Regions from separate parts of the Mus musculus genome. Here all the other regions are linked to region 1. The links are chromatin contacts, called in public Hi-C and promoter capture Hi-C maps. All regions are on one chromosome and are shown on one strand. Each heading gives the region's core, a stretch centred on a gene start, on an enhancer-like site or on the middle of the called end of the contact. The rest is flanking DNA. Distances are from core to core; before and after follow the strand shown.

Region 1 (3,914 bases), core at 107-2,606:
GTGTGGTTAGCACACTTACCAAGATGAGGGACAGAGAGGGCAGAGAGGTGGGACAGGATTAAGTTTAGCTGTTGTGGGGATAGATCCGTCTCTAAGCTGTAAACTAGTGAGTAAATAGAAACTAGGGCAATGGTATTGTCCATCCACGAATTTGGTAAGGACAATAACAACTCTGCTTCACATGATTTCCTTTGTGTGCCAATGTCACCTTTTTTCGAAGTCCAGTGAGGAGGGGAGAGTCTCTGTCTGCCCCACTAGCTTGTAAGAGCCATCTATCACGTAAACAGAAAGTCTCATAACCTTCTTGCGCTCCTGCGAGTACGTGTGTATGTGGTGCGTTGGGGTAGTAGGTAGGGGTAGGGCTGGAAAGATGACAAAGAGGTTAACAACGAAGCACAAGCTATTCTAGACGTCCTTCTAGCACCTACATGTGGCTCACAACCGTCTGTAATACAGGTCTAAGGGAATCCCACGCCGCTTTCTGGCCTCCGTGGGTACTGCGAGCACATGGTGCACCGACTCAGCGAAACACCCATACATATTACAAAGAGCAAACTCAAAACCTTCTTGCCTTTTCTGAGGTAGGGAAACTGAGGCTTCAGTGTCCGTAGGGGGCTACACAAGCGCCGTTTGACACGTAATATTTTCCTTCCTATTCACAAGACGGGAAACTGAGGCTAGAGAGTGGACTGACAGTATGGGACGAGCGAACTAATTCTCAGAGGTCAGGTTTCGTTGACCAGCCTCAACCTTCCTTTAACCTAGTACTGGAGCGGGAGGGCGATACTGCAACTGTTGTCAAGGAGACGGATCTCCCACTGCTGATCTGAGGAGAACTCTGGCATAGCCTCCACGACCTCCTCTATAGGCGCTTAAAGGTCCTGGAGGCGGGTCTCCCAAGTGTGCTGCCTCCCCCGGTTTCCACGACAACGAAACCACAGATTCCTCTTATCCCTCCCCGACCCGTCCGCGTTTGCCAGAAGTCAGCCGGCGGGGTGTCTTGTGAGGGATGGTAGAGGAAGGAAATCCACGTGAAATCTGGGAAATGTAGTCCAAAATCAGAAGCGCTCTGTTTGCGCCTGTGTGAGCCAATAGGAATCGGGTTTTCTTCTTTACACTTTAAGAAATGTAGTTTTCTGGCTAGCTCGGGACGCACGAGCGTACAGGACTCATCACAGTAGGGCTAATGGAAAGCCGCTTTGTCGCGATGTTTCTTGGGAGATGTAGTTTCCAGCTGGGAGAGGTGGGAAGTGTTGGGTAGAATTAGCGATTCCTAGTGTAGAGAGTGAGGGGACGTGGGGGCGGGGAAGTACGGGTGAATTTGGCGCAAAGCCTGCTGGGGCATGGAGTCCCGATGAGCTTTGTGCGCATGTGCGGGAAGGTGAGGTTGTTTGGGGGGCCTCGCCCAGGAGAGTGAGGTGAGCTAGAGGGAAAAGGAAGGGCTGGGGAGTCCGGTGTACGGGGAACGGGCGGACCACGGGGAGGGGTACCCAGGTCTGGAGGAGGGAGAGGAAGGGAGGGATGGGCGGCTTGGGGGAGGGGGATGATAGGAGGCTGGAGGTGGGGTTCTGGGGGCGGGCCGGGGAGCGGGAGGAACGCGAGATGCAGACGCGGGAGAGTTGGAGGCCTGGGGAGGCTGGGCAGCGGGAGGGGGCTGGGATGTTCGAGGGGGAGCCCTGGGATGGTTGGAAACTGAGAGTGGAGTGGAAGTTGGACCCCACTGAGAAATCCTGGGGCGCCGGGACCTCTAACCTCTTCGAAAAGGATTGCGGGAAGGGGTCTATCCAGGGGCACCGTGCCATAGCAGCGTAGACCGGTGCAGGTGGCTAGTCCTGTGTGCTGGTCACACGTTCACACGCACTTCTGTCGAGTTGAGGTTCTGGAGGATAAGTATTTCTTCATTACAAGCGTATCCGCCTCATTAGCTTGTCGCGAGAGGCGAAATTCATTAATGTGCAGAAGGGGCTTGGAGACAGGTTTTAACAGGATAAGAGGGACTTAAATCTCTCGGTTCTGATCCTCCTGGCTCAGCCTCTCACGTGCTCAGATTACAAGCGTTGGCCTAGTTTTTTTGTTTTGTTCAGGGTTTTTGTTGTTGTTGATGATGGTGTTTTGGGTATGGTCTCCTGTAGCCCAGGCTGGCCTTAATCACACTCGAGAGCCATGCCAAGCTTTAAACCGGTGAAAGTAATTGAATTTAAAAACAAACAAACAAAAATACTCATCTTAACTTTTTTTTTTTTTTTTTTTGGTTTTTCAAGACAGAGTTTCTCTGTATAACCCTGGCTGTCCTGGAACTCACTCTGTAGACCAGGCTGGCCTTGAACTCAAATCCGCCTGCCTCTGCCTCCCAAGAGCAGGGCTTAAAGGCATGAGCCACCACTGCCAGTCTTCACTCCTTTTTATATGCTATTTTAACACCTATTCCAATTTACAATTTAGTCTTGGGCGCTTGTTTCACAGTGGCTTTACGTAAATGACTCACAAGGAGTTGGAGGGTTAATGTGTGTTGATAGTAAATGCAATAGGTGGGGTTTGTTTATTGCCAGGTGGTGTTCTGGGTACTTTTTTTTTCTTTTAATGATTTATTTTTATTTTAACGTGCATCCATATTTTGCCTGCATATGTGTTTACTGCATCCTCTGATTCTAGAGTTTCAGTTGTGAGCTGCCATGTGGGTGCTGGGCATTGAACCCAGGTCCTCTGGAAAAGCAGCAACCAGTACTCTTAACTGCTGAGCCACCTCTCCAGCCATGCTCTGGGGTACTTTTTTGCTCTTTATTTTACTTGACTTTCCAACCTCGATTATTGCTCCCATTTTACAGCCAAGGAGATGGAGATTAGTCTTTGAAAGGAGCAGTTGTTCTTTGACCGAGGACACATTGCTGGTACGCAGCTGGAATCGGTTCCAATTCCGAAGCCCTTGTCCTCTGAGTAAATATTTGGTGAGTTGTGCAGCTCAGGGCACAGAGTGCCCAGTGCAGATTCCTGGCCTTTTGAAGGACCATTGATGGATTCAGAGAGAATGAACATCAGGGTCGAAGTGTAGGAGAGAGAGGTAGAAGAAGGGGACACTGAAAGTTACGCATTTAATAGAATAAAAGTAAAACGAAAACAAACCAAAAACAGATGCTGGGGAGATGGCTCAATGGGCTAAAGTACAAGCTGAGGACAATCAGAACTGGGTAAAGGTTGAGCAGCACAAGGGCACCTCAGTGTGTGTTCACTGGCTTCTCATCGCAGATGAAAAGGCAGGCTTTAGGTTCCATAAGAGACTTTTAAAAAGGAAGGTAAAGGGGCTGGAGGGATGGCTCAGCGGTTAAGAGCACTGGCTGCTCTTCCAGAGGTGCTGAGTTCAATTCCCAACAACCACATGGTGGCTCACAACCATCTGTAATGGGATCTGATGCCCTCTTCTGGTGCATCTGAAGACAGCAACAGTGTACTCATATACATAAAATAAATAAATAAATCTTTTAAAAAAAAAAAAAAAGGAAGGAAGATAAAGAAACCCTAACCTCGACCTCAGGCCTCCACAGGCAACGCGCACGGAATGCGCTTGAGTGCCCACCCCCTCCAGAAATCAACAGCTTGGTGAAGTAGAAAAGCAGTTAGAGATTATTGATGTGGGACACAGAGCTCTCCTCTTTCCATGGTATCGTGGACCTTGCTCAAGAAGTCCACTGCCCATCCTTTGGGGCCAAGCGAGGAGGAAATAGTTAACTTTTGTAGCATTTAGTTTAACTGGTTTGTCAGCCAAGAGTTACTTTTTGTGACCTGGAACTTAGGATATGTGGCATAGAAAGACTAATGACTAACCAGTGTCAGTAACTAGTTACTAAGTAGTCAGTGTTAGTAACTAGTAACTTTTTAGCCAGTGCCCTAATTGACTATTTTAGTTCTGTAGGCTCTGT
Region 2 (3,834 bases), core at 994-3,493, 6.9 Mb after region 1:
GAGAAAAGGAAGAAGAGAAAGAAGAGGAGGAGGAAGACACATGGAGAAAGGGGGGCAATGGGGAAGAGGAGAGAGGGAGAAAGGGGTCAGGGAGAGAAGGGAGTCAGAGAGAATAAGAGAGTGAGGAGGGGCAAGCAGCCCCTTTTATAGTAACCAGGCATACCTGACTGTTGCCAGGTAACTGTAGGGCAGAGCCTAGAAGGAATGCTAGCAACATGTGTACTTGGTGCACATAGGTCAAAAGAAGATGTCAGATCTCCTGGAACTATGGAGTTATGGTTGTTTGCTTGCTACCATGTAAAAATGCTGGGACAAAACAGTGCTCTCTGCAAGAGCAGCAAGTGCTCCTAGACTCTAAGCCATCTCTCCAACCCTTTTCTGATAGTATATTACTATTATTATTATTTTACTATATTGGTTGATGTGGTGGAGTATGTATCCAGTTTGACTTCACTATGTAGCACAGGCTATACTTGGACTCATACTCTTCTACAAGCACCTGCATTATACCGCATCTGTCTGTCCTACCTCAGAGTCTTAGCTCGCTTCTGTCTAAATTTTCTTTCCTGTTTGGGGACAGTGTCTGGATAGTTACTTCTACCAATACCTATAATTATTATTTTATTTTTAAAAAATTCACCAGGCATGGTGGTGTGAGCATTTAATCCAGCCCTCAGGAGGCAGAGGCAGGTGAATCTCTGTGAGTTGGCTAGCTGAGTCTACAGAACGCTACAGAACGAATTCCCGGACAGCCACGGATGTTACACAAAGAAACTGCCTTGAAAACAAAACAAAAACAACAAAAAATTAAATCGCATGTGTAGTGAATGCGCACACGTGCCTCAGACTGAGCATGAAGTCAGGACAATCTGAGGGAGTTGGTTCTTTCCTTGTACTTTGGGGTCTTGGTGATTAAACTCATGTGGTCAGGCTTGGTGGCAAGTGTTCCTGAGCCGTCTCACAGGCCTCCATCACCGCTCTTTCCCACCCCTTGCCGTGGTTCTGGTGTGGTGGGGATACAGCTTCGTACAGCCTAGGCAAGCAAGCGGTCTGCCACCCATTCAAATTCCCAGGCCCCATCACTTATTTACTTTGCCCTTGTGTCTCTGGTACCCTAAAGTCTGCTCCCGGGGTTGAGGTAGGCGTGGTTCACAGGCACCCTATCCTGGTGAGTCCAGTCCCAGCAGTCCGTGAAAATACTCCGCAAATATTTCTACGGGGAGCCCGCACTCCCCCCGCCCCCCAACCCCGTGCTTGCTTTGCCAGCTTCCAGATCATACCCTCCTTTCTTGAGGTAGGAAGTGAGAGTCCAGAGGCTGGGTCTGGTGGGGGCGTGGCCCGCCGAAGGGTGAGCGCTGAACTGCCGAGGAAGGAACAAAGGCTGGGGCGGGGCAAAGCCTTGGGCCCCCAGCCTGATTGGGAACAAAGGCCACACCCGGGACAGTGGCGGGATACTCCTCGTCTCTCCGCTGCCACGTGGGTGAACACCTGGTTCCGCGCGGAAGGGGTAGCCTCTTGCCGTTGAGAGCCTTGGAACTGCTTGCGGGCAACAACTCACTGTAGCCCAGATCCAGACTGGCGAACGGATTGCCAGTGCACTGCAAGGCTGCAGAGGCATCCACTCTCAGCACGGCAGTGTTTGGGAAGGGGGACAGGTTGCCTTTTCACATTGATCCTGCTTCTGAGATGAAACGCTTAGCCGCACTTGATCCTGCTATCCTCTACCTTAGATCAGATTCTTCAACCTAGGTCCAGCTCCTCAGTCAAGATTCCTCCCCAGGTCTTATTTCTCCCTCAGATAAGATTTATCAATCAGATCCAACTTTAATTCCTTAGCGTTAAATGTTCAGTTCTCCTAACACACACACAAAAAAAAAGAAAAAAGAAATCACACTAAAATCAGTATAGCAGAGGACTAACACAGAAGGGGCTTTCGAAGGACTGGGCAGAGTTTTACAGAATGGCTTCGCAGTATCTCTCTGTGATCTGCGGTTTGACTTGGACAACTTTCTGCTTCCCGAGTTTAACAATAAGAAAGTTTGGGTTAAGACCGCCTCCACGTTCGGCGGGAACTTCCTGGCAAAGACCCCCTCACCCCCTCCACCTGGGCTCCGGCGCTTTGCTCTGCCGTGGCCCCGCCCACCCTGTATTGTCCCGCCCCTCTTCCCCGACTATAGGCCAGGCTGCCGCTGCAGACGTCGCCACGCCTGCTGAGGAGGCGGGGCCTAAGGTTCGGCTCTGCAGGACCTGCGCGCTCAAGCACGCGGGTTGCCAGCCTGGGTGCACCGTGCGGTGGGCATGGGAGACGTCAAGCACGCACTCTGCGGGTGAATTCCTCACCAGCAGCATTGCTACTCTGGATCTAGAGGGGCGGCAGCGAGTGGAAGGGAGGGCCCTGGCGCGTGCGTAATCTGCGCCCCGCCCCCAGGCTGCGGTGCCCAACGCGCGTGCGCGGCGTCGTCGGCGCCAGATATTTCTGTCCCGCCTCCAGGCCGCGGCTCTTTCTGCGAGCGGCGCGCGGTCAGGCGGTTGTTCGCAAGTCTTGCGGCGCGAGTGTCTCAGAAGCGAGGGAGGAGGCGGCGCTGGTGGCGGCGCCGTCGTCTGTACAGAGGCCCGCAGCCAGCGGCTTGGCCGCATCTCGACAGCGCCTGGGGCGCGGCGGGCGTCGGCCCAGGAGACGCGTGGCGGCGCTCGGCCTCGCGGCATCGGCGGCTGCCTGGCCGTTGGCGGCGAGCGCACTTGCGCCTGCGCAGCGGGCTCCGTGCCCCTCCTCCCCTGGGCGGCCCCCCCACCCCCCCGGCGGCGTGTGAATGGCGGCCTCGGCGGCAGCGACTGCAGCGGCCTCGGCCGCGACGGCCGCCTCGGCGGCCTCTGGTAGCCCAGGGTCGGGCGAGGGCTCGGCGGGCGGTGAGAAGCGTCCGGCTGCTTCCTCAGCCGCGGCGGCCTCTGCAGCCGCGTCGTCCCCTGCGGGGGGCGGTGGCGAGGCGCAGGAGCTTCTGGAGCACTGCGGCGTGTGTCGCGAGCGCCTGCGGCCCGAGCGGGATCCTCGGCTGCTGCCCTGTCTACATTCGGCCTGCAGTGCCTGCCTGGGCCCCGCTACACCCGCCGCAGCGAATAATTCGGGGGATGGCGGCTCGGCGGGCGACGGCGCTAGTGAGTACTGGGTGGCCAGGTGCCCCTCCCCCTCCTCGCAGCCCGTGCTCGGGACTGCGCCTGTGCGAGAGTATGGGGGCCCGGGTAGGGTTAAGTAGGCCTGCTGGTTTAAGAGGGGGCGGGGAACGGGTCCTGGCCTCTGCCAATGCCCGTTACCAGGTCTGGACACCGAGGTGCAGAATGTGATGGGAGATGTCAAGAAATCAGAGGGTGTGCATGCATTCCCATTTTTATCTTGGCAGTGGTGGATTGTCCAGTGTGCAAACAGCAGTGCTACTCCAAAGACATCGTGGAGAATTATTTTATGCGTGATAGTGGCAGTAAGGCCTCTTCTGATTCCCAGGATGCTAACCAGGTATGTCCTGTGGGAAATCTTGGGGAAGAGGGAAGCGTGACCTTTTCCAGAGCCTCTCACCATCTTCACTAGTTTGGATTGTATCCTTATGCGGTCTCAGTGTCTGGGAGGGCGGCACAGATTTGAGTGCATTGTATGAATTTTAGCTTGTGTTTACTGGCAAGTAAATACAGGTCTGCTGGGTTAGGTCTGCCTGTTCTAACCCCCCACCTTTCTATCACTCACAGTGCTGCACTAGCTGTGAAGATAATGCCCCAGCCACTAGCTATTGTGTGGAGTGCTCTGAACCACTTTGTGAGACCTGTGTGGAGGCTCACCAGCGGGTG
Region 3 (3,699 bases), core at 456-2,955, 9.7 Mb after region 1:
GACAGTGCGAAGATACATAGAAAGCCCACCCCAAACAAAAGAGCCAAGATGGAGAGGCGGGATGGCAAAGAGATCACAGGTTCCACATAGAGATGCCAATGGGGAGGGAAGCAGGGAAGTAAATTAGGACAAATGCTGCCTCAGTAGAATCTCACCCACCCACTCCCTCCCCCGCCTGGCTGTCACTCAGGAATCCAAGCTCTCTCCAGCACCCAGTACAAAACATAAGCTCCCCAACCCCATGTCCCCTACCTCAGGCCATTTTGGGCCTGGAATCTGGTGCAGTGGCCTCATGGGAGCCTCAATTTATCAAAGCAGGCTGTTGAAAGACATCCTGATAACTAGGGCCTGATCAGACCCCTCAAGGGGGTTGGGAGGGAGGAGGCCACACCCAGCTAGGTGGACCACGGACCCCAGATTCAAGTTACAGGGTTATCGGTAGTAGGACCTCAGGCTGGCCCTGCCTCATTTCCAGCCTCAGTTTCCTCCCCTGTAAGATGGAGACAGAATGGCTGGAGAGCCCCTCAATGGACTTCAGGGGTGCAGAATCCATTCAGCAAGCACTTTTCAATCACTTACTGCAAGCCAGCTGATTATCAGATGCAGATGGAGGAAAAAGTCATCAAGAGAAAATGGCTGGTCTTTCTACGCCTGCCTCTAGCAGGGGCACAATTAATAGCGCTGGCAGGTAACTAACCAACATCATCACCTCCTTCACACTACAGAAGGGGAAACTGAGGCCAGAAAAGAACTGGGGTTAACAGCACCGGCACTCACTGATCAGAAACCAGTAAGAGTTTTTTGTTTTGTTATTTGTATTGCTGGGAACCGAACCCAGGATCTGGTGCATCTCATGCAAACACTCTACCACTGAGCTACACCCTCACCCTACAATCTATCCTATATTACTTTTTCTTTTCGGGGCACAGGGTCTTACTACATCACCCCGGTTGCCTCTAACAAGCAGCTTAGCTGGCCTGGAACTATCTACCTGCCTCTACTTCCGAATGCTGGGATTAAAAGTGTGCATCAACACCACCACTCCGTGACTCAGTTCGCCCTTTTCATGTACACACTGGGAGGTGCGACCACTGTTAACTCACACTACAATCCAGGTACGGGACATCCCCAGACCTCCCAACAGCGCTTATGAGTAAACCCCCAACTACACCACACCTTGTATTCTCTAACTCATGCCGCTCAGTGAGGGGGAAGGGAAACAGCCTGTCGGGAAGGAAAGGTCCCCAGAGAAACCCGATGCTACCCTTCCCCTCCCCTCAGCGCTGAGTCACGTGTTCAAAGTGGCCCCAAGTATCAGTTTCCATTTTCACTGGTGAGATGTCACTCAGATGTCAGATGCCAGGGATCGGGCTCAAGTCTCTGTTACCTCCATCCCACCCGCTTGGAAATCCCTCCCTTTGGGTCTGAAATACAGTCATCGTACTCGGTTACCAGACCCTGGTAGATAGGGGGAGGGGCAAAGAAAAGGGTGGGAGAGGGTCTCCTGGCACAAAGGTTGGGGAGCAGAGAAAGGGCACAACGAGCCGGGAGCAGGAAAAGGGGGAACTGCAGTCACCCGGACTTACCAATACACGACTCGAACGGCGAGCGCCATAGCTGCACGTCGCATCCCCGCACAACACGAGGACCCGACCCACAAGCAACAAGGACCTCAAGCTCTGAGCGTGGGGCCGTGCGCACAGCCGACTGCCTCACGAGTCAGAGCAAACCAAGTGCGGGGGTGGAGAGTGGGCAGAGCTACGGGAGGACCGAGGTTCCGGAGCACGGCGGGGTCTGTGGCCAGGGGCGCGAACCTCAACGCAAGACTCCATGATATCTTGATATCTGGGGTTCTCTTGATATCTGGGGTTGTCTCCATAGACAGCGTCTCTGGGACCAGTAACCTGAGAGCCCCTCGCCGTCCCTTCTCTATGCCATAATGGTTCAGTCCTCAGGGCGGTGGCTCGAGGCAGAGAATTGGTTGAGACTGAAGTTCAGTTACAGAGTGGCTGAGAGGGGCAGGGCAGGGAAATCGACGCATTGGGAGACAGGCAATTGGGATGGATCCCTCCTCCCCAGCGCTAACTGGACCAGACTAAATGAACCTTAGGTCTGGAAAACTGAAACTAGGAGTCCCAGTGTGCGCTTTAGGTCCAGCTGTCTCACCACCGACAGACCCCCTGCGCACCCCCAAAACCATGCAACCCCTCTTTTTGCGCCTTCCCGCTCCCTTCCAGCTGCCTTCCAGCAGAAGGATATATAGAAAGTCCTGGAATGGGGCTTGGACTGTAGCGCAGTTGGTAGAGAACTTGCCTACCATGTATAAAGCCCTAGTTTGGGTCCCTAGCACACTGTTATCTGGGGGCTGTGGTACAAGCCTGTAATCCCAGCATTTGGGAAGAAGAAACTGAAGGACTGAGTTCAAGGTTATCCTTGCTACACAGGGAGTTTGACGCTAGTCTGGGCTACATGAGCAGTTGTCTCGAAACAAAAAATCCAGGCGTTGCCTTTAATGCCAGCAGTCAAGAAATCTCTGTGGGTTCGAAGCCAGTCTAGCCTACGTAGAGCGTTCCAGGACAGACATGAGAGACCGTCTCAAGGGGGAGAAAAAGGTAAAAGTGGACAAAATATTTGAGTTTAGGATTCCTGAGCCTCACTTTCTCCTCCTTGAAAGCTGGACAGATAACAGGAGATAGTCATTCCCACAGAATTTTTTTGCTCTCTAGTTTCTTATCCTCCACACCCTATGAACAAACGGCAATGGCATGCCCACCCCCTCCCTCCCCTCTCTCTACTTTCCCACCACCACCACCACCACCACCAAGGATGGCTCACCAGCAGAGATGTTTATCTGTCACCTGACTTCTTTAATTGACTTCAACCGGCTATCCCCGCCAATGGTTAACTAGGGACCAAATAAGGAAATTTTCCCACCTAGCCCTCTGGTTCCCCATCAGTACCCTACCCTGCACACAGATGATGGGCTGTGATTCTACCCACAGAAAAATGAAATTTGAATCATTCACTCCCCATTTGACTTCATAGGAGTGCGTTGGCAACTGAGGATTCAGAGGCCTAAAAGCAGTAAGAAAACTGTATTTCCCTAAAAGGATGCTTGTTCATGCACTTGGACTCCTGGAAAGAATGAGAGCCAGAATCTGCTGTGTGTGGTGGGGAGAACTCAGTGAAGATAACCAGGAACCTTCTGTGTCCTCGTTGGGCATCTCCAACAGGCTAAATTCAGTGTCGCAGCCTCTCTGTCTCGAGACGGAGGACCTGTGACCACAGTCTGAAAAGGAATAAAGAGTCAGTCTGGAAGAACCAGGAACAGAGACTGAGTCAAGGGTCAAGAATAAATGTTCCACAGTCCCGAGTTTTCCTGTGGTTCCCAACACCCTTGGAACAAAATCCCAAACCTTAGCATGGATGGCCCCTCTGACCCTTTCTCCCAACACCCCAGTGACAGGGACCACTGGGACCTTAGCCACATTCTTGTCTCAGGGCCTTCACACATGCTGATTTAGCCCTCTCACCCCGAGTCCTGCTTTTCCTCCAAGAATCAGCTGCAACCATGGAGGAAAAACAATTCTTTCTGGAAAAAGTCTGCTTTGTGTTCGACACAAGTTGTACCAGTTTATTTGCCCTTACAAAGTGCCCTAACCCCAGTGGCTTACACTGCAGACACACCTCATCTCGTGC
Region 4 (3,673 bases), core at 540-3,039, 6.7 Mb after region 1:
TTTTTTTTTTTTTTTGGGTTTTCGAGACAGGGTTTCTCTGTGTAGCCCTGGCTGTCCTGGAACTCACTCTGTAGACCAGGCTGGCCTCGAACTCAGAAATCCGCCTGTCTCTGCCTCCCATGTGCTGGGATTAAAGACGTGCACCACCACTGCCCGGCTACAGCATTTCTCTTAACCTATGGCCCATATTCAGGAGCCCCTCATCTGCCCTCTGTCACCTAGTAGGTAATACGGAGTCTATAAAAACATCCATTATCAATCACTGTAGTGCAATGTCAGCTTTCAAAGATAAGTAGGGTGATACCCCCAACAACAACGATAAAATTAGGTAAGATTCCCGAAATCCCAGTTTTCCCTCCCTCCACACACACAAGGTATGAACTGAGATATAGAGAAGAAAACGGGGTGAGAATCTCTCTTCTCTCTCTCTCCCTCCCTCTTTCCTCTTCTCTCCTCTCCCCTCCCTTCTCTCCTTATGTTTGTTGACACCTTTCCTCTCTTCTCTTCTCTCTCTCTCCCTCCCTCCCTCTTTCCTCTTCTCTCCTCTCCCTTCCCTTCTCTCCTTATGTTTGTTGACACCTTTCCTCTCTTCTCTCTTCTCTTCTCTCTCCCTCCCTCCCTCCCTCTTTCCTCTTCTCTCCTCTCCCTTCCCTTCTCTCCTTATGTTTGTTGACACCTTTCCTCTCTTCTCTCTTCTCTTCTCTCTCCCTCCCTCCCTCCCTCTTTCCTCTTCTCTCCTCTCCCCTCCCTTCTCTCCTTATGTTTGTTGACACCTTTCCTCTCTTCTCTCTCTTCTCTTCTCTCTCCCTCCCTCCCTCTTTCCTCTTCTCTCCCTCCTCTCCTTATGTTTGCTGACACCTTTCCTCTCTTCTCTCTCTTCTCTTCTCTCTCCCTCCCTCCCTCCCTCCCTCCCTCTTTCCTCTTCTCTCCTCTCCCCTCCCTCCTCTCCTTATGTTTCATCCCAGCAGTTGGGAGGAGCAGAGGCAGATGAATCAGCCTGGTCTAAAGAGCGAGTTCCTGGACAGCCGGTGCTACAAGGAGAAACCCTGTCTCCAAAACAAACAAACAAACAAACCCACCCCTGGGGGTGAACCTGCTGGCAAGGTCTCTCCCTTATTAGTACCAAATCACTGGGATCTCAGATAAGTAAGTCACCTAGGAGATCCCCGGGCTGCCAACCCCTCCAGGACTCCCCTCTATGTATCCCTCCCCGGGGAGGTTCACGAATGGCGGTCGGAATCTACTGTCCGCGATTGAACCTGAGGAAAAAAAGCCCAGACAAGCGTGGCCAGAGTGATTAAAAAGGAAGTGATCCCATACCGGAAGCCTGGGACCCGCCGAGCATGGCTTGCGGGAGGGGAGAGGGTGGGGCCCGTGCTTGTGAACCCGGATCGGTGGTAACCACAGGACCCGACTCCATTATTTTGGTGAGAAAATGTGAGCCGAGCTGGTTGCCCTAGCTAAGAATCCACCGTCCATGGTTCCTGGGTTTTGCAGCCTAATTACGGAGAGCGTGGACTGGACGTCAGCACTACTTAGATATGGCGGCGTCGGTCTCACCAAAGTTTCTGCGCATGTGCGCCGACTCAGAAGCCTAGCTAGTACTTCAGAGGTCCGCCAGAAGACGGGCGTGGCGCTGTTTCTAAAAGTGCGCATGCTTTACCCGGCTCAAAGGGCGCCTCTCATCCTAGCGCTTGATTGGTTGGTGAGCACGCTGTTTTCATCTGCGCGTGCGTCTCTACCTCTGACCCGGAAGTTTTCGCTTTGCATAAAAGCGCTAGTCCGCTGCGCGCGGCCTCTTCCTGTCTGTATCAGGGCGGCGCGTGGTCCACGCCGAGCGACTGAGAAGCCCAGTCTGCGCCCTCAGGTGAGGCTGCGGAGGGACACGGAGTTCAGAAGAGGTGACCATGAGTGTTCTAAGGCACATCTGGGGGGCCGGAGGCCGAACCTGAAGCCTGGGCGTGACCGCTTGGATCTCACCGTTTCTCTGCGAAAAAGGGTGCCTAGGGAAACTCGGCACGGGCCGAGTTAGTCTTCGCCTCTTGTTTGCACTGTTTTGACTTCATACTTTGCACACACGGGACTCCAGGGAAATCACTTGGGTCATATACCATAAACATAAATCTAGGTTTGCTTAGTTTTGTGATGACTCTTTTGCTCAGTACACGTTCTAAGTGCACAACGGAAATCTGATGGGAGCTGATGAGTATACGGCTTCATGAACCATCATACTGTGGTCCATGTACCAGCTGATTAGCGGGGTGACTGCCGAGTTACTTTAGAATCCTGAGTGGTTTTCCTGGGTTTGGAGAGCTGTTCAAAGCTTTCTGGGTCTCCCCTTCATGTCCCAGTTTGCCACAAAGTGAGAGTTCGTCTGAAGAGTTTGGGGTCAGAGTGACTGCTCCAGCATGTCTAGGCAGTAACGGTTTCTTGCCATTCTCCTGTCCCCAGGATGACTGAGTGGGAAGCAGCCACACCAGCGGTGGCAGAGACCCCTGACATCAAGCTCTTTGGGAAATGGAGCACTGATGACGTGCAGATCAACGATATTTCTCTGCAGGTAAAAGGAACTTAATGATTGTTCTTTGTGATGATTTTTTTAATTGAGACCAGGTGTGGATGAGCTTCTAGTTCAGAAAAGGGCATAAAACAACCAGTGGATGTACAAGACAGGTAGAAGAGCAATAACTGGACAGCTACACCCACGCCTAATACAAACTGGCACTAAAAGATGTTAGAGTGTGGTTTTTATCCCGTATTTTTCTAATCGTGTGTCTCTTGAGACAGAGTCAGGGTCTTGCTGTGTAGCCCTTGCTGGCTGCCTGGAGCTCTTTGAGATCTTGCCTCTGTCTCCCATGTGCCACTACACCTGACTTGATGTCCCCTTTCGTTTGTATATTCAGTTAGTGGGTATCAATTGAAAAGATGGCTTTAGTCAACTGAACCATGTTGGCACCCTTGTCAAAAGCAGTTGGTAAGCTGCTATCAGCCTACAGCAAGAGGAATTTGAGTATGAGACCAGTTGGTGCTATGAATGTTCCCTGCTGCCCTCCCCTGAAAAATGTCAGTTGGCTATGGGTACTGTTATGGCTAAGTTAGTATGGGAGCTATTTGCTTTGCCCTCATAACCCATTTTGAGGTAATCTCATATAGCTGAGACTGGCCTGAAACCCTGTCTAGTGGAAAAAGCTAATATCTGCATTCTGTCCCGAGTGCTGGGATTGAAGGTATATATCACCATTCCAAGTTTATCCCACTACTTGACATTGAACCCAGGGCTTTTTACAAAGCAAGCACCCTACCAACTCAGCTATATCTTTCGGCCCAGTTGTCTATTTTGTTCAAAGGAATTAAAGTATGTCTACTGTCTGTAAAGATACCACAGAATGAGCTTGTAAGGTGGTTCAGCCTATAAAGACAGTTACCACAAAGCCTGACAATATAAGTTTAATCCTTTGAATCCAAGGTAGAAGAATAGAACTGACAGCTGCAAATTGTCCCCTGACTTGCGTACATGCCCAAAATAGAAGGGAAAAAGAAACAGCAGGACCTAGGCATTAATCTAAAAGATTTTCAGTCTTGTCTAGTGAGTGTTTAGTTTACTTTGTGAGTTTATTTGGGGAGGTCTGCAATCCTTTTTGTGTTAGCGATTAGAGCCAGGGCTTTTTCACAT
Region 5 (4,267 bases), core at 1,615-4,114, 6.8 Mb after region 1:
GTCTTAAAACAACAAAACAACCCCCACCCCTCCAAACCCAAAGCCAAACAAACATGCATCAAACTCAACACTTAGCTCTACAGGTGAACATGATGCAGCAAACTCAACACTTAGCTCTACAGGTGAGCATGACACAGCAAACTCAACACTTAGCTCTACAGGTGAACATGATGCAGCAAACTCAACACTTCAGTAATGTAAGTCTACAGGTGAAGATGGGGAGGGAGGGTAACATAAATGACAATGACACTTGGAAACCAGGAGATGAGTCAATCTGCATTTAAGGGAAATCAAATACTGAGCTGACACTGGGATCTCTGTCTCATGATTTTCCTAAGCAGCCATAAACCTACATTCCAAATGGAGAGAAAGAAAACACCAGAGAAAGACTCCTAAGTCCTGCTTGGTAAATGAGTTTGTTGGGGTTACAAGCGTCAACCCTTTGAGGAGTGAGAGTGGTCAAGCTCTGCCCACACAACACTCAGATGGCCCTAATGGCTGGATCCGCCCCTCCAGCTACATTGGGGCCAAGCTCCTCCCTACAGAGTAAAAAGCCCAAGCTCAGGCTGGAGAGTTGGCTCAGCTGTTAAGAGCACTGGCTGCTCTTTCAGAGGTCCTGAGTTCAATTCCCAGCAACCACATGGTGGCTCACAATCACCTGTAATAGGATCCAATGCCCTTTTCTGGTGTGGCTGAAGACAGCTACAGTGAACACATATACATAAAATAAATGAGAAATATATATATATATATATATATATATATATATATATATATTCTGTTTTCTGCTCAGTTCTCTGCTGCTTCTCACCTGAAATACAACCACCTTCTGAGTTTTTCCCTCCCAATAAATCTCTTGTCTGAGGTTTGTTGTATATTGTGACTTTGTGGTATTTCCTGGCTCCCAACTTCCAGGATACCTTTCCTTTCAGAGCTGTAACACTGCCACTGGGGAAGGCTTCTCCCCTTCCTCCCCAGAGCTGGAACATTTACAAGAAGATGGGTGACTGAAGAATCTCAAACCTAATTAACTTTTTTTTGTTTGTTTTGTTTTGTTTTTCGAGACAGGGTTTCTCTGTGTAGCCCTGGCTGTCCTGGAACTCACTCTGTAGACCAGGCTAGCCTCAAACTCAGAAATCTGCCTGCCTCTGCCTCCTGAGTGCCCTAATCAACTTTTTACCTTAAAATTTATCATTTCTAAGATCACACATGGGCTGGAGAGATGGCTCAGTGGTTAAGAACACTGACTGCTCTTCCAAAGGTCCTGAGTTCAAATCCCAGCAACCACATGGTGGCTAACAACCATCTGAAATGAAATCTGATGCCCTCTTCTGGAGTGTCTGAAGACAGTAACAGTATAGTTACATATAATAAATAAATATTTAAAAAAAAAAAAAAGATCACACACAGTTAGGCAAGAACGACTGGTGACCAAAATGTCTCCCCAATCCAAGAGGAAACTTGAACACCCCAGTACCATAGACCTAGCTATCTGTTATAAATTTTATTTTGTTACCCTAAGAGCTAGGTCAGTAGGTCACCACAGGCCCTCTACTTTAAGACAGCTGAGAGGCTAACCTGGGGGAACTTAGATCCTGCCTCAAAAGATAAAATGTTTCATGGTTACATTGGCCAACCTAATATAACCATTATAATTAAGGACTGAGTTGGGGCTAGCTCAATGATAGTTTACCTATTAAATATGTGGTCTTAGATTTAATGGCCTGAACAAGGGAGAAATAAAGATGGTAATGGTCATGTCAAGCCCAGGGGTAAGATGTATACCATCACAAGACTCAACCAGGTCTATCCTGTGGCACATAGAAGGCTTAGAAACCAGCCTAGCAGGGAGGTGAGCACTAGAACAAAGGTGTTTCCAAGAGAGCTTTCTGGGAACCCCCTTAGGCCCCCTTAGCGCTTCTCCTCAATAGGTAGGTGGTGAGAGTTGTGTCCAGAGAATCTGTAAAAGACAAATTCTACCGACAGAACTGCTCAGGAGTTTTGGATGTAGAGAACCGCTGCTCTCTACAGTAGCTGCCAAGGAGAAGGTTCCTGGGTAGCAGAAGAAACCCAAGTAGGCAGATCGAGTTCAGGATTGAATGGTTTATATCACAGTCCAGCCACTTGATATGTGGAAATAAAACTAAGCCCATCTGCAATTAAGCTAAAAAGCCTCTAACTGTCGGATATGGGGGCCCATGCCTTTAATCTCAGCGAATGGGAGAAAGACTGGCAGAACTATTGAGTGAGCTCCAGGCTAGCTAGTAGGGTCTACAGAGTGAGTTCCAGGACAGCCAAGGACTTTTATTCTTTAAAGGCCCCATTCCCCCACAAACAAACAAAATGCCATCAACTGCCCATTGGGAGAAAAAAAATAAATATAAGTCATCTTGTCTAACTACATCCTCCTAAGTAAGGGTTGAGTATACCTCGTAATTTTAATCAGAAACCTCCGTCCTTATTTTCAGTAATGTTATCTGAAGACTATTAGTGAGGGTTGGTAATTACATGGTTACCTCCTCTGAGCACTTGTTCACCTGTAGGCCTACTGTCTCCACAATATCCAGGGAGCTTAACGGAGATCCGATGGAGGCCATACTGAGTTTTTCTCGCCCACCACCGCCTTTCACCTGGATTCCCAACGGGATTGTCTAGAACAGTCTGGACTCAAGAGGCCAAGGAGCCTCCACCTAGGCCTTCTCCGAGGCAGGGGGACCCTTACAGCTTAACTCAGAGAACAGCAAGAGGCCCTAAGTTGTGCGCTAGCTGTTACCTAGGAGACACAAGGAGCGAGAGTCCTTCCGGGAGCGCTAGCTCTGATTGGTCAGGATGCCTCTCTGGCCAATAGAAACCAGGTCCGTTGCGCACATGCGTAAGGAGGCTAACCCACAGTCGGCTCCGTCCTACGTGAGTCCTACGGCTGCGGTTGCAAGAGAAGAACGGCTGCCAAGTCAGGAGTGGGAACCCCCCCCGGAACTCTGCAGCAACGCGACCCCAAGGAGAGGAGCGAAGAGTCTCGCGCGTGAGAGGCCTTGGAAGCGTGCTGTCGTTCTTGCTGAGGCTCACGGGAGACGTAGTCCGAGCGAAGGGGGCCGATCCGGCGGAGCAGATGCAGGATTGGCCGGGCTGGTAGGGCAACGCGCGAGGCGGGGCGTTCTCTGAGTGGCAGTGGGACGTGCTCGGTGTCACTTCCTGGAAGTGCCCCAACCTCCTGGGGCTCTCCCACGCGTCAGAGGTGAGCTCACTCCTAGCTGGGCGGGCGCAGCTTCATAATCCGGCTCCTCGGATCACCGAGAGCACCTCCCAGCCGTCGGACCCACCCCTTTCCTGTGTCAGAGCCTGACACCCCAACTCTTGAGTTTCTCCAGAGCAGGACGGATGTCCCAAGAGAGCCGATTTAAAACCAGAATCTTAAGAGCTGGGACACAGGTTCCAGTTTACAACTCCACACAAAACGGGGCTGTTTGATTTTGGCTTTTGTTTCAGGGTTTCACATGCGTAGTAAGCTGAGGCAGTATGAGGCATCCACAATTCAGCTGCGATCAGCGAGCTGTGCCTCCCAACCCATAATAAGCTCCTGAGAATGCACCCAGGCTTTCAGCTCTGCCCCAGGTCTTGTACCTGTGTCTCAGAGCCAACTCTTCAGCTAGCACAGTGGTCTGCCTCCTGTCTGAAGCCTCAGGGCTCCAGGTCACCCAGGATGATGGTCCCACCCCCCTTCCCTCCGTGTCCTGCTTGACCCTTTGTCTACTGGATGAGCCACTTTCATCTCCCAGGAGCCCTGTGTTGTACCCAAATGTTTGAGCCCGTCATTTGCAGTTTTCTAGAAGGTCCCTGGACATTCCACCCAGTCATTTATCTTCAAAACAAAATACAGCTGCTCAACTGCTGTGGGGCTGCACCTCCCATGACCTTCTTTGAAGTTCTCCTGGCCTCAGGGTTCTCTTTTCCGGCTTCTAGGAGGGGTCTGGTGTGTGTCTTCTGACCTTAGATGACATTCTTCCTTTTCTGTAGGTCCCTCTGTCACCTCCAAAAAGACCCTTCAAAACAAGAATGCCATCTCCTCGGGGTACCCCACACCTATCCCTCAGAGACTCCAGGACCACCCTTGAGGAGCCTGAGGCTGCACGACTCCGTTTCCGGGGTTTCTGCTATGAGGAGGTTGAGGGACCCCGAGAGGCACTGGCCCAGCTTCGAGAGTTGTGTCACCAGTGGCTACAGCCTGAGTCATCCTCCAAAGAACACATAATAGAGTTGCTGATTTTGG
Region 6 (4,037 bases), core at 140-2,639, 6.9 Mb after region 1:
TCATTTCCGCCGGGCCTATATAGTGTCTGGTAGCTTACTCTGTTCTAAATACAGGCTGTTGCTTAAGCTTAGAAACATTTCTCTTCCCTACATCCTATTCTTTTCTATAGCTGCATCTCTACTTGCACCCAGACATCAGTACCACTGCTGCCTCCTCCTGGACTCCCAATAAGAGTCCCTGTGGACAGCCTTTTGCGGTGGAACAAACAAGTCCCTTAATGTTTTCTACCCAGTCTTGGACTTGGCCTCTCTCTCAGGCCCCAACATTCCTTTCCCAATGTGGTATCAAGGGGACAGCCCTACTCCACCCAATCCCCCATCTCAGCTTCTCTCAGGCCAACAGGTTTCCATATATCTCCAATACCAGAAGCCAACTCATCACATCCAACAGCGATACAAGTCTTCAGCTCTCTAGTTTAGTTGGTTGGGAGGTGACTGGGACTTCTGGGTACCCTTAAAGGCTCTCAACTCATTAGACCAACAGTCTGCAAGGGTACTACTTTTGCTGTGCCTATGTCAGCTATAGTTTCCTCACTTGTAAAAAGGACTGACTTCTCCCATGATACTTTCTGCAACTGGGACTTTGTGAAAATCTAAATTTACTATTGCAGTGGCATCAGCTTAGAGGCAGCTTGATTTCTGTGGGTTACACCTCTGCTCTTTAGGGTGCTAAGTCAACTCGAAACCCTGAGAGAAACTTGGAACAGCCATAAAGCAAGAAGAGGTTCCGGAAATACATTTCCCAGAAGTCTAAGTGAGCATCCTCGCTTTAGGGTGCCAATGTGTCCGGTCGCCGTGGCACCTGTGGCGATCAGCGCGGTAGCGCGTCAGCACAGGGCCGGTTTGCTGGGAGTTCCTGGACCCCCTACCGGCGCTCCGGGTCTAGCTAGACAGCTGGAATCCCAGAGTCCACTCTACCCAGACTCCTCCCTAGGCCTTGAGGTGAAGGGACTCCCAGCCTTCCTTCAATGCTCCGAGGGAGGCTGTGCCCTCGTGAACATGCGCACTCTCGTTCGCTTGCTCCATATCAAACTACATATCCCAGACTGCTTTGCGCGCAGCTCCAAGCCCTTCTGCCCTTCCCCCACCCCAGCCTCCGTTTCTACCCTTCTTCCCGTCCCTAGGGGATTGCGCTGGTTGCAATAATCAGCTCGCACTCCTGGACGTCTCTTCCCACACTCCCGGCCACGAATTCAGGCGTCAGGGCCCCGACGACGTGCACAATCCTCTCGGGGGGCAACGGATTCAAGCACCACCTTCCAGACTGCGCATGCCCCCACCACTTTTTTTTTTTTTTTTTTTTTTTAAATGTCAGTTCTCTACCGGCCTTCCAGGGATTTGCAGGGTTCTGCACCAATCACCGCTCTCACTAGGACGCCGTCTCCCCGTCTCCATGGCAACGACGGGTTCGAAAAAGAGCGTCCGCTGGGCTACCTGCGGAACCACTGAAAGAAAGGCTTAGCAAAATGCTTTCTGGGAGTCGTAGTTTGGAGGGTGCTGTGTGGGTGCGCAAACGCAGCACCACCGGATCTCTTTTGTATTTCTGCGCGGTGGGTAGGAGTGAGCGGGACTCCATGGTAACTAAGGGACCAAACCTGGTGGTATCCTAGGTAACGACCGCACTACTTGGTTTAAGAAAGGTCAGGATCTGTGGCGAAGCCAAGGGGAAGGGACAGGGACACAAATACCCAACGAGATGTCTATACAGGAAGGCAGAGATAGCCCCATACAGAGTCGGGGGAGAGGATGAGAGGGGTGGGAAAATTGTGAGGGGGAGACTGGATGCTAGGAGAGACTGAATATAAGTGAACACACATAGGTATGAATGAAAAGGGGGGAGGGTTAGTCATTAGAATCAGAGTTAGAACCTGAGTCATGTCAGAAAATTTAGGAAGAAGAGAGAAGCAGAAAGGGATTGGGATTAGGAAAGTGAGACATCGAAACTCTAGGGGCCAACCCAGAGTACAAAGGTAAGTGGGGAGAAATTAGAGATATAGTAAAGATGTTAATAGAGATACGGTAAAACGGACTGATAGGTTTCAAAGACTGAGGGATGGCAACAAAAAATTAGATGTGCGTGTGGGGGAAACATTTTCAGAGAAAACTCACACAAAAAATGACAACACACCAGAAAGAGGACGGGGACCAGTCCTCTAGTTTCCTAGCATCATTTACCAAACAATATTGCGACACCTGACTACTTAAACATTACCTCTCCTCCCCCATTTTTTAAATCTGTGATTGAAGTCGTAACACTATTCTGGTAGAAATTGACTTACAAGAAGCTGACAGGTAGCCGGGCGTGGTGGCGCACACCTTTAATCCCAGCACTTGAGAGGCAGAGGAAGGCGGATTTCTGAGTTCGAGGCCAGCCTGGTCTACAGAGTGAGTTCCAGGACAGCCAGGGCTATACAGAGAAATCCTGTCTTGGAAAACAAAACAAAACAAAACAAACAAACAAACAAAAAAAGAAGCTGACAGGTTGCAAATGAGTTCTGCCCAGCCATCACCTGGAAGGTAGCTAAATATCTCTTTATCCCTACACCTAACCTTTTGTTTTATTTCAGATTCATTTAGATTCATTTGTTGCATCTTCCTGAAACTACCTTTTGCTACCTTTCTGTTTTCCTTGAGGTAGTGGAAGCCAGATGCTGGGGTGAAAACCTAGCTCAGAGAGGTAGAAAAAGCACCCAGGTGACCTTCTTTCTCAGCTGAAGTTCCACCGCAAATCTCTCTCTCTGTCCCAAGAAACCTTCACATTGAATGTCCTCCCCCACTTCTACTTTCTGAATGTCTATCTGTCCTCTGGGTTCCCTTTCTCTCTCTCTCTCTCTCTCTCTCTCTCTCTCTCTCTCTCTCTCTCTCGCACGTGCGTGTGCATGTGCGTGTGCATGTGCGTGTGTATGTGTGTGTTTCTTAATATGTCTATGTTCAGTCTCTGTCAACTGGCTTCTTGTTCTGCTTCTTGACCTATGGTTGACTTTATTTAATCCTGTTTACAATACTCAAGCAGAAAGCTCTTGGATTAAAGGTGTGTGCTATGGCGGAACCACACCACAACTAAAAACAGTTTTTTTTTTAACCCCAATAAATAACACAACCTTGGGGTTTACAGTGTGATATCCTGCAACACATAAGTTTTTGACACATCCTTGAGAGTTGTGGTTCTAATCTAAAAATAATTTATTTTAGACAAGATTTCACTATGATATCCTGGAACTCTATGTAAACAGAGTACCCTCATACTTAAAGATCACCCTGCTCTTCCTTCCAAGGACCTGTGCTATGGCCACTGTGCCCAGTCTTTTGTTTTTGGTAATGTCTGGAGTAGCCTAGGTAGGCCTCTAGCTCACTGTATAGCTATTGAGCTTGAACACCAGACCCTTTTGCCTTTACCTCCCAGTTGTTGGGTGGTGACTGTTAACACCGGAAAAGGGAGAAATAAGAGAAAGCACTGAGCAGTGAACCAGCCTGAAGCTGGAGCCCCATTATAAAAACAATAAATCTTGTAGCATCAGGTCCAGCAAGCTGCAGTGGTTTGATTGCGCTTCAGTGGCTCCTGGGCAGCCCCGAGGGCCTGCTGTTTGTAGCTCAGGTGGTCTCTTTCTCGTGCTGGCTCCACTTATTATCTGTGTCTTTTCTCAGCAGCCACACCATGTGCTGCATTCCCACCATCTCCAACATCTTGAGGGTCTTCACCCTTAGGGCATCACACACTGCCCTCTTGTGGGTGGGAGAGGAGGAGGTGTCTCCCAAAGACTAAGAGGAAGAAAAGTACAAACCAGCACTGTGGCCTGGTCAGTGTTCATGCGTGTGCTTGGTCAGTGCCCTCCAGTAGCAGAAGTTTAGCAGGACTGTTGTATCTGACCTGAATTCTGGAGTGGTGGCATCTAAGCTTCAAAGTAGTTTTTTGTCAGTGATTGTTATCTGAGATTTTATAGGGTTGTTCGTTTGAAGGGTACTCAGAGCCTTTGCATAACTTAGTCTGGAGACGTGCCTGGCAAACCAGGAAGTCTCTTATGGCTGAAAATTGCTTA
Region 7 (3,968 bases), core at 913-3,412, 7.1 Mb after region 1:
CCCAAGTGGCTCTCTTTTAACTATCTACCAACCCTTTGGTGGTACTACCCATTTGCCAGGAACTACCTACAAACTTACTCTTAACACGAATCTTCTGGTCAGTCAGAAAGTTCCAGATGGGTAGATTTTAATCTAAAATAACCCCAGCTCCCAGAACAGGATCTGGTTCTACACTGACTGGAGATATCTTCCTTTCTTATGGCTTTCTTCACAGTTCAGTCTTCCAGGCTGCTTTTTGTAGATGTGCAAGACCTGGCCCACCAACTTCGCTAGCTGGCTCTGGTATTTGGGGGACAATCAATTCTCCCCTGTCTTTTGGCTTGTTTCAGTATGCCTCTCACTCTCTACAATGGCCTCTACTAAACCCTGTATATCAAGTCTGGGTTGTTTTGTATTGAGTCTTATTTATTTCCTGGCTCAGACTCCATCTCAGTAAGTATCCTTCCTTGAATCTGTCCTGCCTGGCTTTTCTGTACTTGGCAGAATCAGTGGGCTTCTCTCCCTGGTATTAAACCTGTGGGTTGGAAGCTGTTTGGCTCACCCCTTGCTCCCCTCCCCCTGTAGGGTCACAGCTCAGGCTCACGCACCACGCTGTGGACTTGTTGGGCATGCGCACATCCTTGCACACCAGCAGCACGTAGCTGTACTTGAGCACGTGGATAAGCCTGTAGAGTGGGGGCGTGTTGGCCCAGGGGCTTCGTGCCACACGTGTGGAGCTCTTCACCGAGAAGACTACCAGTCGCTGCTGGCACCACTTGTCGAAGAAGCGGCTGAACTCAGCCCAAGAGAAGAAAGTTCGATCCAACAATTCCTGTTCCTCCTTCTGCACGGCTGCGCTCGGTAAGGGCTCTGTCAGCTCCATCCTGGGACCTTGAGTAGAAGTGGGGAGAAGAGCTGGACATCAGACCCATCTCCACCTGGGTTACCACAATTTCATCATCAGACTGTCTTATCAGCTACTGCTGCCTCAGGTACGTCTCAGACAAATCAAAGTGGTTTCATTGTTTGCTTTCCAGATAGGAATCTCCATCCCATTTTTGTGGTTCACCTGTTGCCTTCCCAGATTCAGTTGGCATTTAATCAATTTCAATCCTAGTTCCAGTTGCCTTAGATGTGACCTCTAGGTACAAATGGAATCAGTTCTACATATCTTGCCTTTAGCTCAGCTGTGAGCATCTTTGCAAATGTATTCCCAGCTTCTTGCTAAGATTTCTCCTTCTTCCAGATGTGAGTCCTATGCCTGGTGATAATATCTAGTAGTCCCATTCATCTGTAGCTCCCTTTCCCACAAGTCTACATTTGAGTGTAACTCATATCTACTCTCATAGCTAAGGCATGAATCTCTCATCCCAGTCATAATCCTCATACACCTTTCTTCTCCCTAGGTGTATCAAATGTGCAGCTGTTGCCCCTCAGATATGACTGCCTTGAACTGCTACTTTGATCTGTGTTTTTTGCTTCCCAGAGATGCTCTTATCTCCAGATGTGCTGCCCATGTCCAGTCAGGGATCATTCGCCTACAGGGGTGTGGCCCACTTGTGGCAAATTCAACTCAGAAGTGTCACCAATAGTCATCTTTGGTCCATACTCCTAAGACTTATTCTCCTCCTGGGCCAAGTTGCAGTCCCCTCTTCCCAGAAATTGCTACTATTCTCAATGTGTATCTTCGTTTTGGACACGGCGCCTTGTCCTCAGATGGGCTTCTTCACTACTAATGCTCCCCCGGGCCCCCACGTCCCGCTGAGCCTCTTGTCCCTTGCACAGCCCCTTTTATCCAGTTCCCACCTCTCGAGACTCTCTCAACCTGTCTCTCCGCTGCTCCTCCCGGCCTGACCATCCCACATAGCGGTGCTTCTCCACTCCTAAAGCTGTGCACCCTTCCGGCCCCCTCCCCCTCAACTCACCTACCCAACCCAAAGCGGCGTCCACCTCCCACAATGCCTCGCGCCCAAGCCCAGCCCGGCCCTTGCTCCCGGGATGCCCCGCGCGGTATCCCGCCTTTCTTCCCCTAGTGCCTGGCAAGGTGGCTTTCCACCAACCCTTCTCTTCTCCCCGACTGTCACCCTTACGACCTCGCAGGCTCACCGGCTCATCCACAGGGAGGACAGGCTTGGGGCCGCTTCCCAGCATGCTGTGCGGGACAGCGCCCCTCCCTCTCCCCACTCTGTCCCATTTCTAGGCTGCCTCACGCTCTAGAGACTACAACTCCCAGCAGCCTCCGGGCGATAGTTGCGGCACGCGCTACTCGCAGGCCCCCGCCCTTGCTCGTCTCCGCCCCCTCCCGCCAAAGTGCGCGCGAAATCTGTGTGGCGCGAATTTGGGGATTTCGGGTTTGCGTCTCTGAGCGAGCGAGCGAGCGAGTGAGCGAGTGTGGCGGCGTCCGGCAAAGTGATTTGGAGAGGCAAGTGGGGACGTGGGCACGGGCTTGGGGCTGGGGTCGGCGAGAGTGCCGAGCGCTTGTCGCCAGTGAGCTTTGCAGGTTCCGGGTGCGGCCAGCGGAACGGGAATGGGGACGTCGCGGCGACCGAGGGCGCAGGAGAGAGGGCAGCAAGGAGCCGTGTACAGGGAGAGCCACTGGCTGACTGGCTGACTGATTGACTGGTTGACCAAGGCCGCAGGAGTTTTGGTGTCTGCGGAGGACTGGTGGCGGCTTGGAAGGGCGTGACTAGGGAGAAAGCCTGGCGGTGGGCGTGGCCATCAGAATTAGTGGCGCCAAGAGAAGAGGGGCGGCCTGGGGCCGGAAAGGAAGGCTTGAGTGTGGTGTTTCACCCTGGACGCCTGCTATCAATCGGTGTGGGATGCTTGGTGTTATGGGACGCTTGTAATGAAAGCAAGGTGACGTCATTGGTCAGATAGTGGTCCGATTTGAAGACTAGAGAAGCTTGGCGCGATGAGTGTCAGGAGCCAGGGAAAAGGTGAGCTTGGCTGCCAGAAGGGGCACGGATGGGATAAGACTGGAGATCTGCAGACACTTAGGGGAGGGTCAGGTCTTGTTGCTTAGTGTATATGGAGTTGAAGAGGCAGAGAAACTTGAACAGGGAGGACAGAGGGAAGTTGTCAGGGTGAGGATGGACATTTGGAAAGGGAAGCTGGCCTTTGGCATTTGGCAGCCAAGGAAGGCTTCAGATATAGCTTAGTGGTACAGTGTTTTCCTAGCAGCAACAGACCCTGCCTGGGTTCTATCTTCAGTAATATAAAGGGGAAGGGGGCAGATAACGAAACTTAACTCTCAAAGAATAAAAATGTGAAAAAAAATAAATGTCAGTAAAATTTTCTCATTCTATGGAGAGCAGTCACCATTAAGATAGATCCACCTGTATCTATCCCATAATGCTGGGTTTACAGGCATGTACAACCATGCCTGCCTGACATTATTATTATTATTATTATTATAACATGGGTGCTGGAGATTCAAACTCATGTTCTCTCTCTCTTTTTAACAGCAGGCACTCTTACCCACTGAGCCGTCTCGGCAGTCCCTGAATACACTTGTTCTTTTATTTCCTTAAGAGTTGTGTTCCCCTTTCCCCCAAGTCTTAGTCTCTGGCACAGCCAATATCCTTAGCTGGTCTTTGGATTTCTTTTTCAGGTACAACTGATGAGAAAAAAAGAGCAAGAGAGGAAAGGAGAGACTTCTGCTGCCAACATGCAGAGAAGTATTATGTAAGGCCCCTGCCATGCTCAAGGCACTTTGTGTTGTGATGTTTCCTGGGAAAATGAGAGCTAACATTCACCCCAGATAAGGGCATTGATGACAAGCCAAAGAAATGATTCCACCAAAATTTAGCTTAGTAAAACAATTGAGTTATATGGTGTTACCTATAGGAAAGCTGATGCATCAGAGGCAACTACATCACTCCTAAGCTCACTTCAGCATGGGTGATGACTTCTGAAAGTTGCATCCCTGGAGCTATCTGCTCAACCTGCAGGCAATTCCACTGAAGAGACCCCTCACCCTCAGCAATTGC

The links. Promoter capture Hi-C pulls out the DNA fragments that hold promoters and counts their contacts. A called contact is a pair of places that touch in the nucleus more often than the background predicts.
Region 2: a promoter capture Hi-C map of pre-B cells shows a contact between it and region 1. The contact joins the promoter of Trim28 here to the promoter of Zfp444 in region 1. A contact is called at or near these places in 3 of 39 promoter capture datasets (cranial neural crest, frontonasal cranial neural crest and pre-B cells) and 4 of 484 Hi-C or Micro-C datasets (CD4 T cells, the G1E-ER4 cell line, cortical neurons and 1 more).
Region 3: a contact with region 1 is called in a promoter capture Hi-C map of frontonasal cranial neural crest. The contact joins the promoter of Selenow here to the promoter of Zfp444 in region 1. A contact is called at or near these places in 2 of 39 promoter capture datasets (cranial neural crest and frontonasal cranial neural crest) and 1 of 484 Hi-C or Micro-C datasets (rod photoreceptor).
Region 4: a promoter capture Hi-C map of pre-B cells shows a contact between it and region 1. The contact joins the promoter of Rps5 here to the promoter of Zfp444 in region 1. A contact is called at or near these places in 6 of 39 promoter capture datasets (cranial neural crest, embryonic stem cells, frontonasal cranial neural crest and 3 more).
Region 5: a contact with region 1 is called in a promoter capture Hi-C map of pre-B cells. The contact joins the promoter of Zfp446 here to the promoter of Zfp444 in region 1. A contact is called at or near these places in 3 of 39 promoter capture datasets (cranial neural crest, frontonasal cranial neural crest and pre-B cells) and 1 of 484 Hi-C or Micro-C datasets (B cells).
Region 6: a contact with region 1 is called in a promoter capture Hi-C map of pre-B cells, with 4 times the contacts expected there. The contact joins the promoter of Mzf1 here to the promoter of Zfp444 in region 1. A contact is called at or near these places in 4 of 39 promoter capture datasets (cranial neural crest, hippocampal neurons, maxillary cranial neural crest and 1 more) and 1 of 484 Hi-C or Micro-C datasets (CD4 T cells).
Region 7: a Hi-C map of B cells shows a contact between it and region 1, with 6 read pairs. The contact joins the promoter of Zswim9 here to the promoter of Zfp444 in region 1. A contact is called at or near these places in 1 of 39 promoter capture datasets (cranial neural crest) and 1 of 484 Hi-C or Micro-C datasets (B cells).

What each region holds. Positions count from the first base shown.
Region 1 is chr7:6,171,157-6,175,070 of GRCm38.p6, forward strand. It overlaps Zfp444 (zinc finger protein 444), which reads left to right and starts at 1,357. Exons shown (of 4, transcript NM_028316.3): 1 at 1,357-1,418.
Region 2 is chr7:13,021,909-13,025,742 of GRCm38.p6, forward strand. It overlaps Trim28 (tripartite motif-containing 28), which reads left to right and starts at 2,244. Exons shown (of 17, transcript NM_011588.3): 1 at 2,244-3,153; 2 at 3,396-3,508; 3 at 3,736-3,834. The coding sequence starts at 2,811. It overlaps Gm31649, which reads right to left and starts at 2,681. Exons shown (of 1, transcript XM_006540453.4): 1 at 1,800-2,681. The coding sequence starts at 2,637. The coding sequence ends at 2,092.
Region 3 is chr7:15,920,666-15,924,364 of GRCm38.p6, forward strand. Selenow (selenoprotein W) reads right to left here and starts at 1,706. Exons shown (of 6, transcript NM_009156.2): 1 at 1,587-1,706. The coding sequence starts at 1,615.
Region 4 is chr7:12,920,522-12,924,194 of GRCm38.p6, forward strand. It overlaps Rps5 (ribosomal protein S5), which reads left to right and starts at 1,790. Exons shown (of 6, transcript NM_009095.2): 1 at 1,790-1,867; 2 at 2,452-2,560. The coding sequence starts at 2,453.
Region 5 is chr7:12,974,984-12,979,250 of GRCm38.p6, forward strand. Zfp446 (zinc finger protein 446) reads left to right here and starts at 2,865. Exons shown (of 6, transcript NM_175558.4): 1 at 2,865-3,129; 2 at 4,015-4,267. The coding sequence starts at 2,869.
Region 6 is chr7:13,053,375-13,057,411 of GRCm38.p6, forward strand. It overlaps Mzf1 (myeloid zinc finger 1), which reads right to left and starts at 1,390. Exons shown (of 6, transcript NM_145819.2): 1 at 1,107-1,390.
Region 7 is chr7:13,276,559-13,280,526 of GRCm38.p6, forward strand. Zswim9 (zinc finger SWIM-type containing 9) reads right to left here and starts at 2,163. Exons shown (of 5, transcript NM_177312.4): 1 at 2,086-2,163; 2 at 588-870. The coding sequence starts at 862. It overlaps Lig1 (ligase I, DNA, ATP-dependent), which reads left to right and starts at 2,268. Exons shown (of 29, transcript NM_010715.3): 1 at 2,268-2,401; 2 at 3,590-3,663. The coding sequence starts at 3,647.